Linked DNA regions of Sus scrofa: region 2 is linked to region 1. The links are chromatin contacts, called in public Hi-C maps. All regions are on one chromosome and are shown on one strand. Each heading gives the region's core, a stretch centred on a gene start, on an enhancer-like site or on the middle of the called end of the contact. The rest is flanking DNA. Distances are from core to core; before and after follow the strand shown. Region 1 has its middle 15 kb from the start of NNMT. Region 2 holds the start of REXO2 (oligoribonuclease, mitochondrial).

Region 1 (5,249 bases), core at 787-3,286:
GCTGAGGTCAGAACCAAGGCAATATTCACGGATTATTTGTGGAGGGTTGGAAATTCAACCCCCGGTCTTTCCCTGAATTCATCAGACACTATCAAAATAAAATGAAAGACATTTCATGGTTTGGTCAGAAACCACAGGAAGAGCTCTTCCTTTTTTAAATATTAAAAAACTGCATTTTGCAAAAGCACAAAAACTTCTTTTTCCTTCTGTGAATAAACGGGAAATAGATCATAGTGAGTTAACCCTATCATCTAATGTTTAACGTTTCTTATGCTAATCTGTCCGAGAGTCTCTGTGTGGTTTATTAAAATTTGCATTTTGTGTATAGACCTAACAGGGAAATTTTTTAATGTATCTATAAAAACAATTATATATTTTTTTTTTGTTAAAGAAAAACAGGCTGAATTCCCTTTCCTTTTTCTCTAGCAGCCTCATAAATAGAGAGCATAAAAGGAAAAGCTTCTTGTTTTGGAAGGTTCAATGCAATTTAAATTCCTTGCTGTATAAATGGGCACTGTCAGGAATGGTCTCCAACAAAAGCTGCGTGTGCCCTCTACTGGCAATTGGGGGGCCAAGGAAAGCATTTCCAATTCAGGGCAGAAGTGTTGCCAGAAAGGAAGAGGAGAAAATCGTCCACCCAAATAGGTTAAATCACTGCTTCCACTGGAAAATAGGAACATAGCACAGTGGGGTTTTCCTTTGTGATAATCTTCCTTAAACACCGTATCTATAGCTCAAACAATTTTTTTGAGCAAAGCTGATCTATAAATGGACAGATACAGCTTTAAGAAAGGCTTGGTGTATCGCATTGGGGGTGAGCTCTGTCCGAAAGGGCAAAGATTCCTGACTGGCTGACCTGAGAATCAAAATAAAACTAGTGCTGATTCTAAGGGTCTCTCTGAATGCACTACTTTCTGGTCTCCTTCTAAAGGATGTAAGATCCCACGGGGGCCAGAGGCTGCCACCTTCAGTGGAACATCCCCAGCCCCTCAGCCTGGCCTGTAACAGGGTGTCATAAACATCTGCTGAATGAATGAATCGCTGTGAAAAAGACTCTGGATTCAAGGTACTGCTGCCTTAAATATTGATCGCATGCAAGACAGGTTTCCCTAGTCATGACTGGAGCCTCTCCATGACATGGTTGAGAGCTTTTGAAGAGCTTTTTAAAGAGCTTCCAAAGGCCATACTTACTCAGTTCAGGAAGGGATCCCTGATGAATGAATGGAGCGACCTGGAGCTCAGCGGCTGCCCTAGCAGGGGTTGATAATCTCCAAGTCACCGAAGTGCCATGAATCATTTGACACGTTACCCTCTGCCTTCGCAGGGATCTCATTTGATCTCAGGGGTCCTGCCAGATGCTTATTATTCCTCGTGGACGGAGGGGCCCTGGCAAAGGTGGACGGCTACTCTCAGGGCAATCAAGGCGTAAGACGAAAATCCACACCTGGTTTCTGTCCCCCAATCCAGAGTTTTCCCCACCGGCTTCGAGTCTCCGTAAGATTAATGGTCCCCTCGTGCTCTCCGAGTTGGCTGAGGCTAAAATTAGAGGGGGCCGTCACAGCTTTTAAAGATCAGCCTAGTAAGTCATATCACGGACGTCTCCTCTTATTACCAGTGACAGCCAGGCGATGGGAATTATGAAGGCTGGGCTGACCGGGCTGGCTGCACGCACCAAGTGGTTGAACAGCCCTTTAAATAGCTTTCCTCTTCCCCGGTCGTTGCCCAGGACATTACACACAGGCTTGCAGCGTCCTGCATCAGGAACATTTGCTCAGGGTGAGGCTGGGGAACACTTCCCCAGAAAGCAGACCAAAAAGAGACTGAAAAACACCTGTACTGGGTCAGCAGTCAAAGAGATTTATAAGCCAGGACCAGCATGACCGGCTGTCAGTGTTTGCTAGTGACTTGGTGGGTCTGTTGGATTTCAGGGAAAGCAAACGAAAGCCCAGCAGCCAGATGTTTGCTTAGGTTCCTGGCTTCCCAGGTCGAACAAACCCAGGAGAAGCGTGATAGCAGGAGGAGGTGCTTCGTGCCTCTGGTCAGGGCGTTCCTCGCCTTTTGTTCTCTGTCGGCCAAACACACCCCCGTGCAGCCGCAGGCAGGACCCAGAGCTAAAGCCCGCTCTCCAGACCTCTCCCGTCCAAAGCACCTGGGCTTGGAGTTCCCGTGGCGCAGTGGTTAACGAGCCCGAATGGGAACCATGAGGTTGCGGGTCCGATCCCCGGCCTCGCTCAGTGGGTTAGTGATCTGGTGTTGCTGTGAGCTGTGGTGTAGGTCGCAGACATGGCTCGATCCTGCGTTGCTGTGGCTCTGGTGTGGGCTGCGGCTGCCGCTCCAATTCGACCCCTAGCCTGAGAACTCCATGTGCGGCGGGAGCGGACCTAGAAAAAGGCAAAAAAAAAAAAAAAAAAAAAAAAAAAAAAAAAACCCAAAAAACAAAGAAGATAAACAAAAAAAAGCACCTGGGCCACTCGTCCCAGAGCCCGTGTTGCCCCAGATTGGAACTGTTTGCGTGAAGGTTCCCCCCAATGACTCAGAGTTCATTAAGAACAGGGGCCACGTCCTTCTTCTCTACCTGAAAGAGAAAACGTTGGCTGTCACAGCTGAGTCTCAGAAGCCCAGAGTACAGCCCAGGGGCTTTCAAAGTTATTTTTTTTATCACCACCTAAAGTAATAAATACATTTTTGCATCATGATCCAATACCAAATATATGTCTTTATATACATAAACAGGTCTTTTTTTTTTATCTGTTTAGATCTGTGTGTAGTTTTTTAATGAAACTGATACAAAACGTCACAAAATAGTACTACACGAAGTGCTACTATCTGGGATTTTGCTTTTGAGTTTATTCTCTATTATTTTTCCAGATGTTTATGGTGACGCATTAGAGTGTTTTTACGATACGCTAATGACTGTCAGCTTGCAGTTTGAAAATTATTAGCATAGTTGATGTCATCTGCCCCCACCCTCCCTCCATTTTCTGTCATTTTCTATTGAATGCGTCACATTGGAAGGGGAGGAGGGAGCTCTTTTTTTTTTAAGTATAGTTGATTTACATTGTTGTGCCAATTTCTGCTGTACAGCAGTGACCCAGTCACACATATATAAACATTCTTTTTCTCCTATCATCCCTCAACATGCTCTATACCGAGAGATTGGACGTAGTTTCCTGTGCTATACAGTAGGACTTTGTTGTTTATCTATTCTATATATAAATATATAGCAGTTTGCATCTGCTGATCCCAAACTCCCAATCTCCCTCCCCCCTTTGGCAACAAATCTGTTCTCTAATCTGTGAGTCTGTTTCTGTTTCGTGAATGTATTCATTTGTGTCGTATTTTAGATTCCACATATAAGTGATAGCATATGGCATTTGTCTTTCTCTTTCTGACTTTTTTTTTTTTCTGTCTTTTTGGTCTTTTTTAGGGCCACACCCGTGGCATATGTAGGTTCCCAGGCTAGGGGTCCAATCGGAGCTCTAGCTGCTGGCCTACACCACAGCCACAGCAACTTGGGATACGAGCCATGTCTGGGACCTACACCACGGCTTACGGCAATGCCAGATCCTTAACCCACTGAGTGAGGCCAGGGAGCAAACCCGCGTTCTCATGAATGCCAGTCGGGTTTGTTAACCTCTGAGCCACGATGGGAACTCCTTCTTTCTGACTCATTTTGCTTAGCATGAAAGTGGAACCCCACTTTCTCCTCAGGGGCCTACCTCTGAATTTCTTATTCATGAAACGAATAAACCCCTATTGTTTAAACCATTTTTAGTCAAATGTTCTGCCATTCAGTCTCCATGCCATTACCCTGATAGAGCGCCTTCCTAGCTCTTACCACTGTCAGAGGGTATCACATTCATTGATGAGTTTCCTCGCCTGCCTATGCCCACTCCCTCTTCCAGAACGTAAGTGCCCACCGGGCTCTCACCTCCTGCAGTCACCGCTCTGTGCCCAGGTCTGGCCCAAGGGTTGAGGAATCTATTAACCCAAGAGACTCACAGTTCAGTGGGGAAACAGACCAACAGTTGCAAAACAAACAGCAAATGACCCCTTAGAAGTAAAATCTACCTCTGCTCAGTCTCACCAAGTTGTCATGGCCAGTCTACTCTCAGCTCCACCCCACCATCCCCCCCCAAACTTGCATAGGGAAAAGTGGAAAACCTATCATTTGAAAGCTTGGTTTACAAAGAAATTACTGTTTTTAGAAGAGATCAAACCAGGAAATCCTGTTTTAAAGGAAGGCTTGTGTTTTTGTTTGCATTTATGCAAAGGTAAGCCAGAGTCATTCTCTGGGGGTGGGGGTGGGGGCATTGGGGTACCCAAATGCAGATGTTTCAGGAGAAGCTGTGACCTTCCTTCCTTCTGGGTGGAGGTAGATGGCAGGGGTTTGGGAGAGCCCTGTTCCCACAGATTTGGTGGCTTCCGTGTGGCCTGGTGACTGGTGCTGGCTCCTGGGGGTCATGTGCAAAAAGGATGCGCAGGCCTGACCCCCTCCCCCCCACCTGCTTATAATAACAGCTGGCTTTGGCCTTCTCAGTGCAGCCTGGACTGGCCTGTTAGTGTCCTTCAGGGCAAGATCTCTAGAAATCGTAAGCAGGGTAGCATGTTGCAATGTGAACGTCCTATGATGTCAAATACTTGGAAACGGACCCATACTGTGTTATGTATCACCAAGTAAATAAAAATATGGAAGTTCCCGCTGTGGCTCAGCAGAAAGGAACCGGACTGGGATCCATGAGGATGCAGGTTCGATCCCTGGCCTCACTCAGCGGGTTAAGGGTCCCACGTTGCCGTGAGCTGTGGTGTAGGTCACAGACGTGCCTCAGATCCCATGTCTCTGGCTCTGGTGTAGGTCGTCAGCTACAGCTCTGATTAGACCCCTAGCCTGGGAACCTCCATATGTTGCAGGTGTGGCCCTAAAAAGCGAAAAACAAAAGTGATTGTGCATGGGGAGATCCCCCTTGTGGAAAGCTGCAATGTCCACACTCAGTCATTCCAGGAAGAGAGAGGTCTTGGGCTGAGAACAGAGGACTAGAGAAAGGGGCCTCAGATGGGGGTGAGGAGGGAACTCCTTCTCTCTTCAAGGCAGGAGAAGGAAACTTTTTCTACAAAGATCCAAATAGGTATTTTAGGCTTTGGCGGCCATATGTAGAGTTGCCGTTGGAATTACTCGCCATTGCAGCACGAAAACCACCACAGATGGCATGTGAATGAATGGCCACGGCTGTGTCCCAGTAAACCTTTAC
Region 2 (5,099 bases), core at 2,432-4,931, 91 kb before region 1:
ACCCACGGCATATGCAGGTTCCCAAGCTAGGGGCTGAATCAGAGCTGTAGCTGCCGACCTACACCACAGCCATAGCCACACAGGATCTGAGCCGAGTCTGTGACCTACACCACAGCTCACAGCAATGCCAGATCCCCAACCCACTGAGCAAGGCCAGGGATCGAACCCACGTCCTCATGGATACAGTCGGGTTCATTAACCACTGAGCCACGACAGTAATGCCTAATTTTAACAGAATTTTCATGTTAAAAAGTTCAAAAGGTAACTAGTGACATTTGAAAAATAAAAAAAAGTGACCCTGGAGTTCTCAGCCCCACTTAATGGAACATGCAACTGTGAGTCAGAGTCCCAGCAACAAGAGAAGCCCAACACGTGGCATTATGACAAGCCACCTTCGGCTTAGTTTCTCCTTTGTACAATGAAGATAACACACTGACCCCTTCTTGCCTCTCAGGGATGTTAACAGAATAAAAGAAATTATAGATATAAAGTTCTTTGAACTCTCTGGAAGACAAGGACTCTACAAATCCCAAGGTATGATTACTACTAAGATGGTAAAAATAGTTGGCAATCCCTGAGAGGAATGGCAAGAATTTGACTAAAATATGCCTGACCTCTACAACTAACAAGTTTTAGCCAAACAAAAAAATTACTGATGCCAAGCCCCATGAAGAAGCAAAAACTCTGCTCTGGTAACATTAAAAAAAAAAAAAAAAAAAAAAAAAAACTCCATATCGGAAAATGCTATTCCAACAAACTACGATGGAAAAAGCAAACCACTATCAATGTAAGGCTATTCCACTTACTCTATCTAGATCCCAGCTTGGCACATTAAGCTACCTACAGAAAAAATTTCAGATGGGATGTCTATTCTTCTATCAGCATAAAACATTTTCCTCAGACTAGTACACAAGAAGAAAACATATTTTCCACAGAACTGATACTGAGGTGCCAACAGCCCCTAAGCGATTTTTGCTTTTTTTTCAACATCCTGACCCTCATCTGACTGGGCCGATTTACAAATGCCGCACTTGTCTGCAGCTGTGTGAATACAGACCCAGATTTCCTCCAGGGTACTCAGCAACTACTGGTCCATTAAACTGCTAGTTTCACATTATATCAACAGTCTAAGGGAAAAACTCTTCTTCAGCCAAAGGTAAATCAGCCTGGTAAATAAAGACACTTCTCTTCACTAGTCATCTCTAGCAAATTCCAAGGGACAGGGAAAAAAAACAACCAAACCTAAACTCAACGTTTATATAAAGCTTTTTTCTCTTTCTTTTTTTTTTTTAAAGAGGTAGTTGTTTTGATGAGAAATACCAAGTCTCATGATTCTCCTTCAGCTGATGTATCAGGAGGTACAACAGGATGTTGGCCTGGTACTCCAGGAAAGTAGCAATTTCTCTAAAAATGGCTCCTCCCTTCTTTTACCTACCCAGGAAATTTAGAAGTCTTAACGGCAGATTAGGAAATTGATCCAGTGTCAGTAACACCTCAATCAGACCCTCTGGAAACTGACTTTAACCAAACTGTCTTTCCCAAAAACATCCCTGCCCTGTTCCTTTTCTAGAGTTTCTCACTGCCTCTGAATAAGGCTGACAATAGGACACAAAGTTATTCGGGGCCCAGGAGTTGACCCTCTATCAATCAGAAGCCGTCATACACTTACTAAATGCTTTGTAAGTGGTCAAAAGGCAACAGGTGTGTTTGGTTTCGCTTAATCTTTCAGTTAAAAGGAGCGTATTAAAACCTTGATCATATCCAAGAGATCAGCAAGAGGATGTTTCACGATTCTCTATCAACAGAAATTCTAAAATCTCAATATAGGTTAGAAGGAGCAGACGTCCTAGTTGAAAAGGTAGAAACTGACTACATGGGGTCAAGTTAAAGCTAAGGTTATGATATAAAGAAGCCAACTTTGGCATGAGTCACCAATCCCGGTAGGCTACCAAGGTTGGTTGCCTTACTTGGTTGGGAGCATTTGACTCAGACTGCCTGAGTTAAACTCCTGGCTCTCCCAATACCTAGCCGGGTGGCCTTGGGCAAATTACCCAACACCTTTGTGCCAAAATGTCTCTTTCCATAAAATAATAGTACCTACACCTTATAGTTGCCGTGAGGATTAAGAGTGAATACCTGTAAAGCACTTAGAACTGTGCCTAGCACACAGTAAGCTCTCAGTAAATGACAGCATTAATCTATAGGGACCTTAATCTATAGGGACCCCAGTTTCTGCATTTTTTAAATAAAGAGATGTGGAAAAAAGTGATCTTTCAATTTCTAATACACTCTAAGTATGGTTATTACAAGGCATCACCTACTTCAGCCAAAATGTTGAGATCTGAGTCAGTTATCAGACAGGCCATCTCAATAATCTGGTCCTTCTCAATGTCCAATCCTGTCATCTGCAATAGAAAATATGTAACACACAAAAAAACCATCTTGTTGGTCTACCGTACCCAAGTTTATTTAACAGGAAACCCTTCAAGCATACTCAAATTATATCCCAGAGCCAGGAAAGAAGAGACAATAACACTCCCTGGCCAAGTACTTAAGGCGCTCAATATGAGTTTTTGGTCCAACAGACATTTACCAAGGGCCTGCTACATGTCCGGCATCACAGTTCTACTCTGGGGCAGATGCAAAGCAAGCAAAATTGAGTGCTGACAGCATCCAATTTTGGAAGAGTTGGATAACTAACATCACTACATCTTTGTACAGAGTTTACAAAGTTTTTATATTAATTACGTCACTTGGTCTTCATCACAATTTTGCATTATTATCCCCATTTCACATAGGAGAAAACTGAGGCTCAAGGGAAGGAGAGAGTCCTTGGTTGAGTATGGAAAACCTAAAAGGATAAGAACTAGGTTGGAGTCCCAACTCAGATCCTCACTAACAGCACGACCTTGAATGAGCTGAATCCTTTCTCTCTCTGGGCCTCAGTTTTCTCATTTATGGAATATGGGGTAAGGCTGAGTCATCTCCGGAGTCCCGTCTAGCTCTAACAACCTAAGGTCCCGGGAGGCTGGGAAGTCGGGTCTGGCAGAGCCGCATTGCCCACCTCCACCCCTGGGACCCCGAGCCCAAAGGGCCCCAAGCGTTAGGGAGGTCCACATCTGGGAGGAATTGAGGGGTTGGGGAAGCCATATGGATGACTCCTCCCTTTGGAAAAGAAAGCCTACAGTCGGGCACAGTCCCCCAAACCCACAGGACTCTTGCCCCGCGCCCTGCCCCGCGCCGCCCACAACCGAGCGGCGCTCACCTGCCACACCTGAGATCCAAACACCGCCGCTCTCCCCGGACAGGCTCGGCTACTTGATGCCACGCGCGAAACCTCACTCGCCTTCCCTCACCCCCCAACCGACCTGACTCACCTCCAGGTCCACCCAGACCATCCGCTGAGCCATGCTCTCCCCCGCCGCCATGGCTGCGCCACCTTCGCGGACACCCCGCGCCCCGAACTGCCTGCGAGTCCCACCCACACCTCGCAACAGCCTGCAACCCAGGGAGCCGCCTAGCATCACCCGGCACGAGCCGCCACGGCCCCAGCCTCTCAGCCGGCGCTGGCGCAGGCGCGATAGTCGCTAAACGTCGCAAACCCGCGGGGAAGCGCCGGAGCAAAAACCACTAGTCCCAGCATCCAATGCGCCGGCTCGCCATGAACAGTCGGACTTAGTTGCCGAATGGCGTGATGGGACTTAGAGTCTTGCCTGGTGTTGCGACCAATTTCCCCGCCCCCGCCACGTGTTTTCGGGTGTTACTGGACGCGCCTGTTTTTCCGAACTAAGTTTATTCCTTTTGAAGAGTTATTTCCTGAATTTGGATTAGTTGCAAGCCGCCTAGCTGAGAAAAAACTCTCTTAGTTCGTTTGGTAAAAAAGACTTGTTACCTATTTTTTATTTTTTTCAAATATATTTTTCTTTTTTTACTCTTTTTAACCTCCTTTTTACTTACCTGCTGCTCCGCTCCACACACTGGGTATTTTTCTCCTTTACATGAGACAGCAGGGCGATATGCTCTTTTTTAGGCCGGAAGGCCAATTCTACTATCATCAAATCTTTTGGAAACCTTTAAAAGATCTTATCTGAGAGGTAACTTAGCACTTGTTAGGTGCTGAATAAAAGTCTTCTTCGTCGGCAAAGGATTTACTCCTTATTGCTTACTGAGGGATGTCCCGTGGGCTGTGTTTCAGTTCAGCTGTTCGATGTTAGTGGTAATGACTTCCTACTTCACCCTGACACGTTCACAAAGTTGAATCTTCTCCTTGTATAACAAATCTATGCAGCAAGTTAAAGTGAACTAAAAAGAGCTCTGCCCACTCTTCAATCTGCTTTGGTTTTGATCAAAGTATTTTTAATCTCCTCCAATAACACCGGTAGTTTCCATTCCCACCAACAGGATCTTTTGACCCTGGAGTGTCAAATAGCATGAGTCTCTAAAATCTTTGGCTATTCAGTATCAAGTTTGGGCTTTGAGTATGACTTTGTCACAAGCATTGCACTCAACCTGGAACTGTATTCTGGGTATTTTTCTGAAAGCCATATTGCCTCTAATTGAGCTGGTGGTCCATCGCATGTAATTCAAACCTGGTGAGCTGGTTTTTTGAGAGAGAAACTTTGTTGCCTAATAAGAGCATTAAGGATAATACAGAGTCCTGGATTTCACCTTCAATATCTCTGCCAGGTCACAGAGAAAATCCCTTTGAAGTGTCATCCAATGAATGGTGTGTAAATGTATACATATGAGCACAGTGTGTATATATTCTGAGTTGCCTGATGAGTCACATTGTTTGCCATAGCTTTTTACTGACTTGCTACTTTATAAGAAATGGTCTACATTTCTTTAGTTTTTTCCCTGGTTTTAAACCTGATTCATATAAATTAGAATCCACTGAAGTATATAAGCTTTTATCAGTTGCACTTTTTATTCTCCTGAAGTGTCATTATTTGTTCATATTTTCAAAGAACACCCTTTGTTTTTCAAAGATACTACTGGAACACTAAGCAGTTTTATTACAAATTATAATTTATGAAATGCTATTTACATTTAAGAAGGTGTATCCTGAAAACTTATGATCATAATTTTAAAATATTGAG

Evidence for each region. Hi-C and Micro-C count contacts between places; a contact is called where the count stands out from the background.
Region 2: a Hi-C map of liver shows a contact between it and region 1, with 5 times the contacts expected there. The contact joins the promoter of REXO2 here to the enhancer-like site in region 1. A contact is called at or near these places in 1 of 5 promoter capture datasets (liver), 12 of 47 Hi-C or Micro-C datasets (embryonic fibroblasts, fetal heart ventricle, heart right ventricle and 5 more) and 1 of 2 datasets of contacts at active chromatin or transcription factors (skeletal muscle).

Annotation. Positions count from the first base shown.
Region 1 is chr9:41,883,293-41,888,541 of Sscrofa11.1, reverse strand. No RefSeq gene overlaps it. Among named protein-coding and RNA genes, the nearest start is that of NNMT, 15 kb to the right of the region's middle. Within about 2 kb of position 2,036, at least 10 of the 83 cell types and tissues checked have an H3K27ac peak or open chromatin away from gene starts, as enhancers often do. A contact at or near this core is called in liver and skeletal muscle, where this site is marked.
Region 2 is chr9:41,976,551-41,981,649 of Sscrofa11.1, reverse strand. It overlaps REXO2 (oligoribonuclease, mitochondrial), which reads right to left and starts at 3,681. Exons shown (of 7, transcript XM_003129878.3): 1 at 3,378-3,681; 2 at 2,322-2,405. The coding sequence starts at 3,524.